4 separate regions of the Sus scrofa genome follow, and all the other regions are linked to region 2. A link is a contact called in public Hi-C data. All regions are on one chromosome and are shown on one strand. The core of a region is the stretch at or near the end of the contact, and the rest is flanking DNA. Distances in the headings are between cores, read along the strand shown. Region 1 has its middle 130 kb from the start of CEP162. Region 2 holds the start of TBX18 (T-box transcription factor TBX18). Region 3 holds the start of CEP162 (centrosomal protein of 162 kDa). Region 4 overlaps LOC102157437 (a long non-coding RNA gene).

Region 1 (3,312 bases), core at 562-3,061, 290 kb after region 2:
TCAGAAAGTTATCACAACACAGCAGAAAATAAATAAAAAAGAATAAGTTCAGAAATCAACACTAATCACATTATGAAATAGAAACACTGATTTTCTATCTAGTTTTAGCCAATAAAAACGTGGGAGAACACGATGATGGATATAGGTTACAACCTACACTTTCCTTAGATAACACTAGGATTGCTAAACAGAAATTCTCAGATGCCTGAAATGATCTAGATCTTATTACTTCTCTATTCCCATCCAGGGAGTTACAAAACTACTCCTTGTTTTACGAAATAACACTGTTTGGAAGTCTGAAAGGTTATGTTATTTAACAATCAATGTTTTAGTTAGCTGTGAAATGCCTGTTTGCATTTTCGAGGTCTGGGCTTGATGGTGGATGAAGCGTGAGTTGTGAACTCCGGTGTGAAAAAAATTTCACGGTCACGTTTCAGCCTCCTTCATGTGGCACAGGCATTAATTTATGAAACCACATTTTACTCAAAATCAGGGGGGAAAAAATCCAATTTTTATGAGAGAATAAATTTGCCTTTGGATAACACTCTCTTTCCTGTGATCTGCCTAGGATTGGCTCTCCTGCATCTTCTCTTTTAGCCCGTTTAAAATTTCAAAGCCCCGCAGCCTTTCTGCAGAATCCTGAGGTCCCCTGCCTTACCACACACCTCTATCAGCTCTGCCGCCTTCTCTTCTGCTGTGCGCTGGTCCACGTGCCCCCAGGCATCTTTCAACAATAGTATCAGATTTGCTTGTAGTTCTCAAGTAAATGTTTTCATGGTCTGTCACCTTGATTTTATTAAAGGTGTTGGGACTAAAGCATTAAGCGGGGTTGAAAAAACTCATAAAGGTTCTGAAATGTTTGGAATTTATAATCACCAATCTTGCGCACCCTTATATCAATTGTTTTCACCTGGGGTGTATTTACAATCAGAAGCTAAATAAGACATCACAGATGCTTTCAAGTACGTAGCATTTCATTTTTGTGCCTATGATGCTTAGATTTGGGGCAAGGCAGCTAGATTCAGGTTTGCATTCATCTTAGGTGGCACTTTGCCTTGCTTGCTCTGGTTAGGATCAAGAGTTCTCAGCGTATATGATCTAAGTATAAAAGATCCTCCCAGCTGATGCCAGCCCCGGTTTCACAATTTCTTTAAAAGATTCTATTTCCAGGAAACAGCAGACTAGAATTTTATTTTATTAAATTTGCATTGATTTCCCAGGCTTTTGCAATAAAGAGGTCTTGCTTTAGTCTTACTTGAGTGCTTTGTTATCTTTTAAATAATGTGCACATATATTTCTTTTTTAAAAAAACTGCTCTAATATACATTACTACGTATAAAATAGATAAAACAAGGCCCTACTGCCTACCACAGAGGACTATATTCAAAATCCTGTGATAAACTATAATGGAAAAGAATGTGAAAAATTATGTATTTATCTCTCTGAATCACTTTGCCGTACACCAGAAACTAACAAAACATTGTAAATCAACTATACTACAATTTTTAAAAATTTTTAAAAACTTCTCTAAAATAAAACATTTTAAGATGAATATGCAAATTGTGCACAGAGAGAGACACACCAGTGGGCAATTTCAGAACATAAAAAAAGTAATTCTTTTACTTGCACATTGCCTCTGCTCCCCCCTCCCCCCTTATTTTTTCTTAAAAGAAACATCCCTTGAAAACGGATCGGTTTGGAAGAAATATATACTTTTTAACAACACAGATTCTGAGTCGCTGAGCTAAGTGCAAAATTTAATTAAGCGGCAGGAGCCATCCAGTCCTCACGTGAAGCGCTCGGGGCTGCTGATAGGTGGGCAAAGCAAAACAAGGGTATGTTGCGGGGGCCCCGTGCAATGCGGCTGGATTGTGTGTGGTCCGGGTGGACATTTTTGTCATCCTGTTTGGGAACCAATTCAGGATCTGTTTCTGTTGGCACTTTCCTCCTGTTGTGAATATATTAGTACAGTTCTGAAAGTCTCTGCAGACCTGAAAAGCTGGTAATTTAAGCCCTGCGGCTATGACAGACGGTTCCTCTCCATCAGTTCACGCAAGGGTGATGGGATTTCTCAAAAAGGAAGAGACAGATGTCTCAAAGCGGAAGAACGAGGACTGGCCCAGTGTTAGCAGAGGGTTCTTATCAGCCTTTCAGTTTTTACCATAAATGTTCAAGAATGCCTTATCTCTGGTCTGGAAGTTATGAGAAAACCATGCCTTGTCCTTCTGCTGATTTCTGAGCCACAGCTTGAAAACTGAGATGAGAAACGTGGAGTTTTCCATAGGCCATAAAACTTCAGATCATTGTGTAAGTCCTACTTATGCCTACTCTTATGAACTGGTTTTTGCTCTCTTCATTCTGTTTTCTTTGGTAGAGCTATTTGAAGATTTCATTGTCACCCCATCAGGAGCGCACTAATGTGCAGTTATGTGGAAAGCTTCTCTTTTATTAAATAAACTCACATTTGTACATAACTTTTTCCTTGGCATAAAAATGAAAGAAAAACTATGCAGATATTCGGCTATTTACAAACATGTCTAATGTATTCAATATAAAATCAAAACTTATTTTAAGTGCACTAAAGCTTTCCTTTATATCCTCCAGATCCCTCAAATCCTGGGATCAAGTGAATGCCAACTTTCCTTCCTGTGATGTTTTTGTAGATTTTTACAGATTTGTATGTTGACTCTTTTGTGCTCAAGGATCTATACACTTAGTGGCATAATTCTTTGTGTTTCCAAGAAGGAACAGCAGTGGTAAAAAGCAAATTTTTCCAAAATGCCTAAGTAAACGCAGCATGGAACATTCAGGTATCAGTCCGGGTGGTTCCCTGTATGCTCATTTATGTGAAATTTTGCTCTCATTGAAATTAACTATCCACCTGACACATAAAATGGTACAACCATGACATGAGCCATTCACACTGGCCACATCTGCAAATTTTTTTTTCTCCAAATATTCCACTAATGAAGATGTGATTGTTTCTTTGTGACCCTTAGCACACTCCAAATCCTAGGCAGTGAGCTGCTTCTCTTCTTGACCCTATTGAACCACAGATGTTCTCATTCACACTATCTCTTATCTCATAAGGCTCCACCAGTCAAGGGAAGGCTGCTCCCTCCTCCAGATCCAGGACTGAAAATGAAGCGTAAATCTTACGGGCTAATAAGCGCGGCAGTTACTTCAATAAAATGTTACTTAAAAGTCAATAGGCTGCACATGTTAAAGACATTAGAGCTGTTAACAGACCGTTGTAAAGTAAGCAGAATCTTTAATAACCTGCATGCAACATTGAACTATTTCATTTTCAGC
Region 2 (3,352 bases), core at 250-2,749:
TTGGAGGCCCTCCGGGGTCCGGACAGCTCCAGATCTTTCGCACAGCCTTCTTTTACAAAGGCTAAACAACTCCTCCCAGTCGAGTCTGTTTCTCCAGCTTTTAAAAGTGGGCCTCCAGGGCAGGTTGCTAGGGAGTTGTTTTTGACCCTGAGGTTGCCGGGTCCGCTGGATGGCCAGTACGTGGATACCTCTGAGCACCGCCCTCTCAGGTTCCTGATTTTCTGGGTGCGGTGGAGAAACCGGGAGTTCCTTGGGAGCTACGGTTAAAAGGATCGCAGGGCGAAGCTACTGCCTGAATTATTGTACTGAAAGCTAAGAGCGAAGTCGGAGATAACGGGCATCCTACAGCGTGGAGGTTGAACTGAGCGAGGGAGAGAAACGAAACAATTCTTTGTCGTGTTATTTTATTCTACAAGAGATTTGCTCTATCCATACCACACCTATTTTTTTTGTTGTTGTTAATCCCGACATAAAGTCGAGTTGACACTATAGAACAAACTGAACAAGTAAATGCATGTTTAGTATTATTCAATTAAAAAGCGTTTTTAAATAGTTGTTTTAAAGAAACACTTTGGCTCTTTACATTTAAGCCTGGGAAAAGAAGTAGCAAATTGTCAAGAAAAGTACAAGTACGAAGTTACTTTAAATTGCTGAGACTTTTTTTTTTTAAGCGCAATGGAAATTTTATTGCATCTTAAAACTTATTTCACTTTGTGAAGTTTTTAGGGGTCTTAAAACTAAGTCCTTATCATTACAGACATAAAAATGAAAATCCCAGTTTTAAATTAACTATTATGATGGGCTAAAAGAAATGGAAGGCTCCGGAAAGAGCGTGCTTTTTCTGGCTATCTCATATAAAGGACTAAGCAATAATGTAAAATTTTGTTCTCCTAAATGTAAAGGATTTAAATATATCTTGAATTCTCTCTTCCTTCCCAAGAAAAATCTACGGGGTAAAACTTAAATAAATAAGTTTAATGCCACGCCCCGGAGCAGAGTGGACCCTACTAAATGCAGGAACGTGTACATGAGAAAAGACGGCCTGTTGGCTGTGAGTTCTCCCCACTCCTCAGAAAATTCTGAGTTGTAGCGGTATTAAGTGATAGTGGAGTGGGAAGGAATTTCAGGTGTCTTGAAAGATTCTTGATATTCTAACGTGGGGATCATTTCGGTTTAATGCTGAAGAAAGCTTCGGCCTTCTTCTTCGGCCTTCAGGAGCGTCAGGTCTCGGTGAGGAAAGCTGGAGATTCCCGAGCAGGACTGGGCTGTGGGAGGCAGGGAGACTGGGTTCAGCGCCGGGGCTGGTACTTTCAAGCCAGACGGCGGCGCTTTTCACTTTAGGTTTTTTGCGACCTTGTAAGGAAGTGGGCGCGGGCTGAGCGGAGTCGGCGCCTCCTGATTGGCGAGCCGTCTCGGTGACTGACAGAAGCCCGAACTCCGCCTCCGCCCCTTTATTGACACTAATGAGCAAGTTCTTCCCACCGCTCTCCTGCCTGGAAGTGCTGACAGATCAAGGCAACAAATTTCAATTACAATCCCTAATTTGTGTCCGCAGAGTGTTTTTTACCCATGTTAGTCCTCTCTGGCGCATCAGTCGAGGCAGATCTTGGAGCAGCCGGAGGAGGTGGAGGGGGTGGGAGCGAAGGAGTCCATCAGTGAGGGAGCGCGCGCGAGAGACCAAGGGAAGGAAACTTGGAGGGCGCGTTGCTGGTTCCTCGGATCCCAGCACCAGCGCGAAAGAGGAAACGCCAAATTTGTTTTTGCCCGCGGCGGGGCAGGGGGCAGATCTCGGTCTGCGGGAGGCCCTGAGAGTCGTTCAGATTTTGGTCGGGGAAGGAAAGCGAGTGTGTGCGTGTGCCTGTGTGTGTGTATATGAGCGAGCGGCGGGCGCCGGGCGGCGGGAATGGCCGAGAAGCGGAGGGGTTCGCCATGCAGCATGCTAAGCCTTAAGGCGCACGCCTTCTCCGTGGAGGCATTGATCGGCGCGGAGAAGCAGCAACAGCTTCAGAAGAAGCGACGAAAGCTGGGCACGGAAGAGGTGGCTGGGGCCTTAGATGACGGAGGCTGCAGCCGTGGCGGCGGCGCGAGCGAAAAAGGCTCTTCTGAGGGGGATGAAGGTACTGCGCTCCAGCCGCCGGCGGGGGCGGTGTCCGGGCCCACCCGGAGCTGCGCAGAACTGGAGCGGAGCTGCGGCTCCCGCGGAACCGCGGGTGAGTCGGCCCCTTCCCACCTAACTTCTTCCCCACGCGTACCCTCCCAGTCCCTCCAGCCAGCCCGGCGGCTGAGAACCTGAACTTCTGAGAGTTGTGGGCGTGCGCGCGCGCGCGCGCTCGGTGTCCCTACGTACCCGAGGCAACTCAGCCACTAACGCACTACCGGTGGGTGTCAGGGCGCAAAGCTCGCTGCTGCCTGGGCCGCTCTCGCCTGGCAACTCGAGTCACCCTCCAAACGGTTAAAATGCTGTTTTCAGCCTCGCTTCTCAGGCTGCTGCCCACTTGGAGACTCGCGCCCTCAGCGGCTGCAGTTTGCGGCCCTCCGCGGTACAGATCTGGGCTTTCCGCATCTGCCTCCCCTGGGGTTTCAAACCCGCGGGTGCTCTTTTTTTCTTTCCTAACCATTAAAAGCCTGGGAGTGGGGGGAGCTAAGGCATAACACCTCCTCCTACCGCAAACCGAAACGAATTCCTAAACCGTTTAGGCAAACCGGGAAGAAGACAGCGTTATTTGCAAACGTGGTTTCCCGAGGGGTAGCTGATCGCTTCCCTTCCCTTCCGCTCTGGATTCCCGCTGCCCAGGCGGACAGAGATCGTGGGCTTGTTTTTCGCGCTCTTCTTTTCCCAAGGCTGAGAAGCTCAGGAAGGCTGGAAAGTCTGCCAGGAGCAGTGTCTGAAGAGCTTTCTAGAGGATGCCTCCCGCCGGGCCCAAAACAAGGCGCTTTGGATGCCTATTGCTAAGGGAGGCCCGGGCGCTTGGGACCAGGGGCCTGGGGCCCGGGAGCAAGGAGCTTTTGCTTCGCGCTCTCCAGGCCTGCACTGGGGATCCGGACTTGGGAACTCATCTCTGGCTCAGTTGGGAAAGCATCCCAGACTCTAGCCGTGGCACAAAACTTATTTGGGGGCCGGCCGTGACCCGTCTGAAGCGAGGAGGGTGGGGTGGGCACGGTCCGCGTGCCTCTGCGACCCAAGAGGGCCCTACTTGAGCGTCGGGCGTAGTTGGTCACTTTGGCTGGCGGAATGGCTGTTTACCCCGGGCCTGTTTGTTATAAGGACCCGACGGCAAGAAAGCTTTCCTTTTCCTCCGGCCTTTTTCCTCTCCCCAGCCGCCCTCGGGTGTAACTGTCTCACCAGGCTTCC
Region 3 (3,435 bases), core at 381-2,880, 430 kb after region 2:
AAGGAATGATTTCAGTGAACCCAGAACTTACATCTTCGCATACATAGAAAAATGCTAAATTCCTTAAGATAGCTGTTTTCTGTTATTAGCAGTAATCTTTTGTTCCTACTATCTGCCCTTTATTGCAAAACTCTTATAAATCCCAGCTCCTCACCTCACCTCCTTGTGAAACCAAGCATGGCCCTGTGGGGCTCCTGGGCACAAAAGCCTTTCTGTGTCCTCTATTTCTTATTTTTAGGAAATGGGTCTCATTCAGCCTCCAGGCCCTTCCCTGAGTCCCAAGAAGTTCAAACAGTTGCTAATCAGGGAAGGGAGGGGATGAAAAGACAATGGAGGAACTCTCAAGCAACTATACTGCAAACTTGGGGCAGGGTCCTGGTTCCCCCTCAAAGAACACACCTAAGATGTAGGCATCTTGTACACCTGAAAGAAAAGTTTATATTCCTCATGCTCCTTTAGGTAATGAACAGCTTAAAACTGAAGTTTGGAGCCCTTTCCTTGTGCTTCTCCCTCACTTGATTAGGCACCCTGAATACAGTCACCTCTGAGCTAAGATTCTAGCATCTGATGTTTTTCAGGAACTTCTCTAGTTTGTTCTAGTTGCTCATCAGTATAACCCTTTTCATGAGCATTGCTATTCTAGAGAAAATCAAGATGCTATAACCTAGAAGACCACCACCAGGATCATTCTGAGCTCTCCTGACACTAGCTTTGACGATTCCCTCAAAGAAACAAGAATGCATCTTTGCCCAACCCTGATTCTTCCCTGAAATTTTGTTTCTCTCTGTTTAGACTATTAAACGGCCGCAACTGTTCTTCAAGGGAGGGCACAATCTTTAAGGCATTAGCCTGCTATGGCCTCCTTTGCCTGGCAAAGCAATAAAAGCTTTTTTTTTTGTCCTCCTTCACCCCAATCTCTGTCTCCCCCTGCTTTTATTAGGCACCAATGGACAGTGGCTGAGTTTCCCCAACACTTGGAGCAGTTTTCCCAGGGTTACTTGAGATGCTGCCTCCTGGGATTAAGTCCTCAGTTTTGTCCACCAAATAAAACGAAACTCTCAACTTTCAGGTGTACATATTTTTTTTAGTCAATACTTTCAGCTGCTATCCATTTTACTTTAAATATCCTAAATGGGGTCCTGTCAAACTCTAACGGATGTTGTGTTTTTATTTTTATTTTTTCAGAGGAAGAAATAGCAAAAATAAAAAATTCAAGAAAGTAATTGTAAGAGGCCACTATAGAATGGAGGTGGAGGTGGGGGTTGGAGGGGTAGTGGGAAACGACAGAAATGCTCCAATATGGGTTAGGGCTTGGGGGTTTGTGGGCTTAAGGTGTTTCTGTGTATTTTCCAAGTCTTGTCCACTAGATGGTGGAACAGAGTCCCTAGGCTGACAACAGAGTTCTTCCGCAAAGCTTAGAGTGTCCCAACGCCCACACAGAGCTTTGCACGCAAAGGAAATCACTCAATAAGTTAAATTTTTTCTAGGCTTTCGCTTGGAGAGCAGAAAGCTGAAACTACAGGAGAGGGGAAGATTAGGAAGAGGGGAAGAGAAGTGATGAGAAATGCGGAACTACAAGGACCAAGGGAGTTAAACTACATTTCCCAGGAAGCTACGGGTGGGTCAGCCACACTCATCACGCCTGTTCCGGCTCTCGTGACCCCGTCGTGCATCCACTAACCAAGGAGCGCAGAGAGGGCCCAGGAGTCTCTAGCGCTGCAGCAGCGACGACTCCTAACCCGCCAGATTATTCGGCCGAGCCACGGCCACTCCAACCTGCGCTGGCCCAGAGGAAAACACACTAACAGCTCTCAGTTGGCGCCGCAAGCCACGTGACACGTTTGGGTCATGTGACCCTGAAACCTGGCGGCTGAAGTCTGTTACCCCGGCAACTGCTGGGCCCCGGTCGACCTCCGGAAAAGCGCGGAATTCAGAGGCGAAGGTAGGTGAGGCGTGAATGCTACCTTCCAGCTCGGCTGAGTAGGGCCAAGACTGTGCTCAGACCTGCTTCTCAGGGTTTTAGTTTCGGGTCACTCCCCTTCTCCGCCCTGGCTCCCTTGCAGGTGCGTCTTTGTCTTCCCGCTGACTCTGGAACCCGCGCTTCCCGGGGCCGGGGCCGGGGCCCCTTTGGGTGGGATCCGCCTTTAACCCAGAATCTGGGGCCAAGACCTTAACCAGCTCCACTCTGAACTGAACAGAAATGCAAATTAGAGGGAGGGGCTGTTATTGTGCAGGTTGGGCAAAGTATTGTCCAGGTCTACGTAGACCGCCTCTGCCAAAGGAAGCCGAATTTTAGCTGCCTCTAGGAGTTACAACCCAGAAGCTGGCGCAGATCCGAAGTTTGAGTCTTTAGGGAGACGGGGGAGTTAGCGTTGCAAGTCACCGTTTCATAGTTTAATTGACTTTCCCTTCCTCAAAATAACATAACTTGTTTTAATTTGAATACTCCTTTAGCTTTGTTTTATGTGGAGTCAATCTACCTTTTTTTGGGGGGGGGGGCCGCACCTGCGGCATATGTAAGTTCCCTGCCAGGAATGGAATCTCAGCTGCAGCTGGGGCAACTTCGGATCCTTAACTCACTGTGCTGGGGGCGGGAGGGGTAAGGTGGGGGCGGGAGGGGTAAGTGGGGGAGGGGCGCGGTGGGTGGGTAATGGAACCCACTCCTCAGCAGCCACCCTTACCCTTACCCGCTGCAGAGACAAAACTGGATCTTTACCTCCCTGTGCCACAGCGGAACTCTAGGTAGATTCGAAATCTTAATAAGTCAATCCAGAAATATGTATCTGGAAACGTCCCCATATAAGCAAACAGTCTGTTTTACAACTTTTAGTATGAATTGATAGCTAGCTGAATGGTAAGGCAGCACAAACTCTGTCCTGGGCTTTGCAAAAGAGAAGCAGGTCTTTGGGACTTGTTAATTTACACTTTTTAACAGACACACTAATGTGCAAAGATTTAATGTTTTGGAGGCTATTCTAACAATTGGTTGTTAAGAATGAAAATGTAGGTTTGAATCCTAAGTACAAGGCAAACTGTGAAAGCTGATTTTCCACGTCGTTTTATTAATGAACTGGAAATCACTGTACAGCTTCTTAATCAATATCTGTGTATATATGCTAGAGAAATGTCTGAAGTTCAAGTCTGGCTGTTTTTATGATGTGATATGGATTTTCTTAAAGGATATTTATGATCTCTTGCCATTTAGTGTTTCCAACATTGTACATACTTTGGAATGTTTACTTTGGGAAGTGAAAATTATTGATAATGGCCCACTCTTCCAAAGAAGAGCTAGATGAAGAGTTTGAACAGTTCATGAAAGAGGTAAGTGTAAATTTTTTAAAGTTGTTTTTCGGATTTGTCATAAGAAACTTGTTCTTCAGTGCTTTCACCTCTAAGACACAATCAGTCTATCACCAAGCTCTGTCATCTCTCTCC
Region 4 (3,185 bases), core at 310-2,809, 280 kb before region 2:
TCCAGGCAGAGATGATAAAAATGCATTCAAGTGGTACAAGCCGCTTAATTAAAAAACAAATACAAACCAACCCACCATTAGCTATGAATTTGAAGCCTTCTTAGAAGAAGTCACTTTTGACTAGAAGATAATTGCAGAGATTTAAACGAGGATGCTCTGCCTGCTGGTGGCACTTCTACTTTGGTTCTTCAACTTGGCAGTTCACCCAGGTGGACTTAGGAAGACATTGGAGTACTGTAATGCTTTAAAAAACATATCCAAATAAAACTCCATCTTGCATACCCTTTCATTGATTTCTAACAGCCCTGTTCTTTACAGAACAACAGCCGGGAAAATAATTTCTGTATGGAGGAATGATATACTGCCACTCCCCCCCCCAAAACCAAAGTTAAACTTTTTCCCCCGTTTTTCCCCCCAGAGTGTGTGCCTGTGTGCAAGGGTGTCTATCTAATTGGCCACAAGAGGGAATTAAACTAAATAAAATCACTGTCCACGGGGGGCCTCTAAATATGCCTTTTTAATTTGAAAATTTTTGTGGGTTACAGTGTAATTCAAGCTTTTCAAGGTTTATTAGTGCCTAGTTGTTCCCGGGTCTCCCTGAGCTCAGGACTCCCAGTCCGATCCGCCAGCCATGGGTCATAGACAAGCAAAGGCGTCTTTCATGTGCCGAGCGCCCGAAAGTGACATAGCTTCAAAAAGGCCTCCCTCCCATCAAACACATATTAATAAAAGTGACTGAAGGGAGTTGAAGTTGGTAATTTGTGCTGCTGACTTGACACCGTGTTCGTCATTCCGGGTCCTAGGAATTCTGACAATTCACTGCTCAGTCTGGGGACCAGGGGGCTTGATGATAAAGACGTTGCTGGCAGATCAGAGAGTCAGTGCTGGGGACTGGCCGGGGCCGCTGCCGCCGAGTCAAAACACGCCGCTCTGGGTAATTAATTGCTGCGAGAGGAAACGGACCAATGGCGCCTTCTGCTGTGAAACTGTTAATGGAGAACTTATGGAGAGAAAGTCAAGTCCTCCCATCCAAATTGGAATGTGAAAGAAATCTGTTGGAAGGTGATGACAGAAATGAAGTAAAACAGTTGTTTCCTGATCCGCGTGCCAGGTGTGTCTCATACTGTGATAAATAAGATCTGCGTCTTACACTCCAGAAATTGGGGATATTACAAGCGTTTATTATGGGGAGGCACCAAAAAAAAAAAAAAAAAAAGTGCTTGAAATGCTTTGTTTCTCCTGGCACCGAACAGTGAACGGTTACGGCACAAAAGCCTGGAGCTGCTAATTCCTTTGTTTAGGTTCTAGCCAACATGGACTATTAAAAGCTTAGATTCAATTTTATTGTTAAGGTATTTATTAACTGATTATGAAAAGACATTAAAAGACTCATAATTAAGCTACTAAGTGGCTTCTTACCTTGATTAATTCTCCCCTTTTCTTGCACAACAGAAACTGTCCCTGGGTTTTGATGAAACTGTTCACTACCTTGGCTGTTATTTGTTTCAGCTCTCACCTCAGCTCCAGCCAGAGCCTTAAATAAAGGGAATCTGTGAGAGCCAGTGGTCGGGTTACAAGCGTTTCCCCACAGCTATAGCTGTGTGCAGTGCCCTGCAGACTTCTTACTTGTTCAGCGGCTGTTGCTAAAACTTCCATGTGCATTTGTGTGGAAAGGCACACACAAGTGATCAGGGGGTGTGATGTATCCACGTAGCTTATGTGTGGCTCGATCTTGGCTCTCCAAGTTAAAATGATCATTCTGCTCAAATGATTTTCCTTTCTTGTTTTTTTAAAGTTGTAAAGTGCTGTAATGTATTTCAGCAACTGTTTGCTTTCTCTAGAAACTTCAGGAAGAAAATATACAATATTTTTTTCTTAAGGACAAAAGAAATTTTATGAGAAATCACTGGACATCCTGACCATAAATGATAGTCTTTTTAGCTATATAAAATATAATTTTGTAATATATATACGTCTCTTTTGACAATGGAATTTATTTATTAAAACTTGTTTGAAAAGGTTGTTTTAAGTAGCAATAATTAATTCTTGGATAAACCTCGTTGGCTGCAATACTGCCTGTTAAAGCAAGATTTGAAACTAAGAAAATAAAGGAATTGTACTCACTTTGAAAACACAAACTATCTTGTTACTGTCGAATCACATATTTTATTAAAATCTTTGATTTCAGTACCACATCCCCCTGCTACTGTTCAGTCGTTTAAAATTGGTTTAAAAGAAGAGGAAGCCTAATTCTTAAAGAGGCCCCTTAAGCATATTAAGGAAGTTAAAACACACTTAAGTAGAATTGCCTGCCTAACAGGTGTGACTTACAAAATTATAAAATATCAGCTACAGCTATGCTTCTTTTAAGGATCAAGTATAATATTTGTACTCATGTGTATCATCAGGAATTTATAGAATTAGTACTAAAATTTTGAAAGAGATTTCACTTAAAAATAATATGCATATGACCAGTTTAAGGAAATGGGAATTTGGCATCATCTGAATTTTTAAAGTGTTGATTTACTGCTAATTTCAAAAATCTAAAATAAATGCCCACTAAAACTCATGTTCTTACATAGTAGTCTCAGTGTAAATTTATCAAAATAAGAGTTGTTGTTTGCCATTTAAAATCGTCTTCTTTATTTCTTAAAAACATTGAGAATGAACCACTGTTTCCGAAGTAAAAGTAGCTTTTCTTATTTTATTTATAATCAGTAATATTTTAAATAATAATCTTTATGTCATACTTGTTTAGGAAAAATAAGAATTGTTTTATCTGAATTGTTCTCAGTGGGATTAATTTACTGGTCCTTTCCCCCTTCATTAGTGAAAAACATAAAAATAAGATTTCATAGTTACCATGCATCTTGGACATGTAAGAGAAGTCTGCTTCTTTTTCAGTCTTTCAATATTGAATGAATGGGTTTCTTTCACTTATTCACTCACTCACTCACTCGACAAGGACCAAGTCCCTGTCATGGGCACTTTGGGATCCTGAGGACTGATAGGAGCAATAAAGCATAGTTTTTGTCCTGTTGTGAATAGAGGAATGTATAAGAAAAAGAGGACTTGGGGAAAAAAACATGACCCGGTTTCCTGTTTTGTATCTTCATATTTTCAGCAGAGAATCTGAGAATAGCAATCTACATATAATTCATATTTGACTGTGGATGAAACCATCT

Evidence for each region. Hi-C and Micro-C count contacts between places; a contact is called where the count stands out from the background.
Region 1: a Hi-C map of heart right ventricle shows a contact between it and region 2, with 4 times the contacts expected there. The contact joins the enhancer-like site here to the promoter of TBX18 in region 2. A contact is called at or near these places in 4 of 47 Hi-C or Micro-C datasets (embryonic fibroblasts, fetal heart ventricle, heart right ventricle and 1 more) and 1 of 2 datasets of contacts at active chromatin or transcription factors (skeletal muscle).
Region 3: a contact with region 2 is called in a Hi-C map of fetal skeletal muscle, with 2.3 times the contacts expected there. The contact joins the promoter of CEP162 here to the promoter of TBX18 in region 2. A contact is called at or near these places in 2 of 47 Hi-C or Micro-C datasets (embryonic fibroblasts and fetal skeletal muscle) and 1 of 2 datasets of contacts at active chromatin or transcription factors (skeletal muscle).
Region 4: a Hi-C map of fetal skeletal muscle shows a contact between it and region 2, with 1.6 times the contacts expected there. The contact joins the enhancer-like site here to the promoter of TBX18 in region 2. A contact is called at or near these places in 5 of 47 Hi-C or Micro-C datasets (embryonic fibroblasts, fetal skeletal muscle, fibroblasts and 2 more) and 1 of 2 datasets of contacts at active chromatin or transcription factors (skeletal muscle).

What each region holds. Positions count from the first base shown.
Region 1 is chr1:53,574,445-53,577,756 of Sscrofa11.1, reverse strand. No RefSeq gene overlaps it. Among named protein-coding and RNA genes, the nearest start is that of CEP162, 130 kb to the right of the region's middle. Within about 2 kb of position 1,811, at least 6 of the 83 cell types and tissues checked have an H3K27ac peak or open chromatin away from gene starts, as enhancers often do.
Region 2 is chr1:53,865,607-53,868,958 of Sscrofa11.1, reverse strand. TBX18 (T-box transcription factor TBX18) reads left to right here and starts at 1,499. Exons shown (of 8, transcript XM_001926951.4): 1 at 1,499-2,210. The coding sequence starts at 1,904.
Region 3 is chr1:53,440,654-53,444,088 of Sscrofa11.1, reverse strand. CEP162 (centrosomal protein of 162 kDa) reads left to right here and starts at 1,630. Exons shown (of 28, transcript XM_013992659.2): 1 at 1,630-1,942; 2 at 3,206-3,321. The coding sequence starts at 3,265.
Region 4 is chr1:54,147,150-54,150,334 of Sscrofa11.1, reverse strand. All of the region lies in intron 4 of LOC102157437 (a long non-coding RNA gene), which reads left to right. Among named protein-coding and RNA genes, the nearest start is that of NT5E, 250 kb to the left of the region's middle. Within about 2 kb of position 1,559, at least 2 of the 83 cell types and tissues checked have an H3K27ac peak or open chromatin away from gene starts, as enhancers often do. A contact at or near this core is called in fetal skeletal muscle, where this site is marked.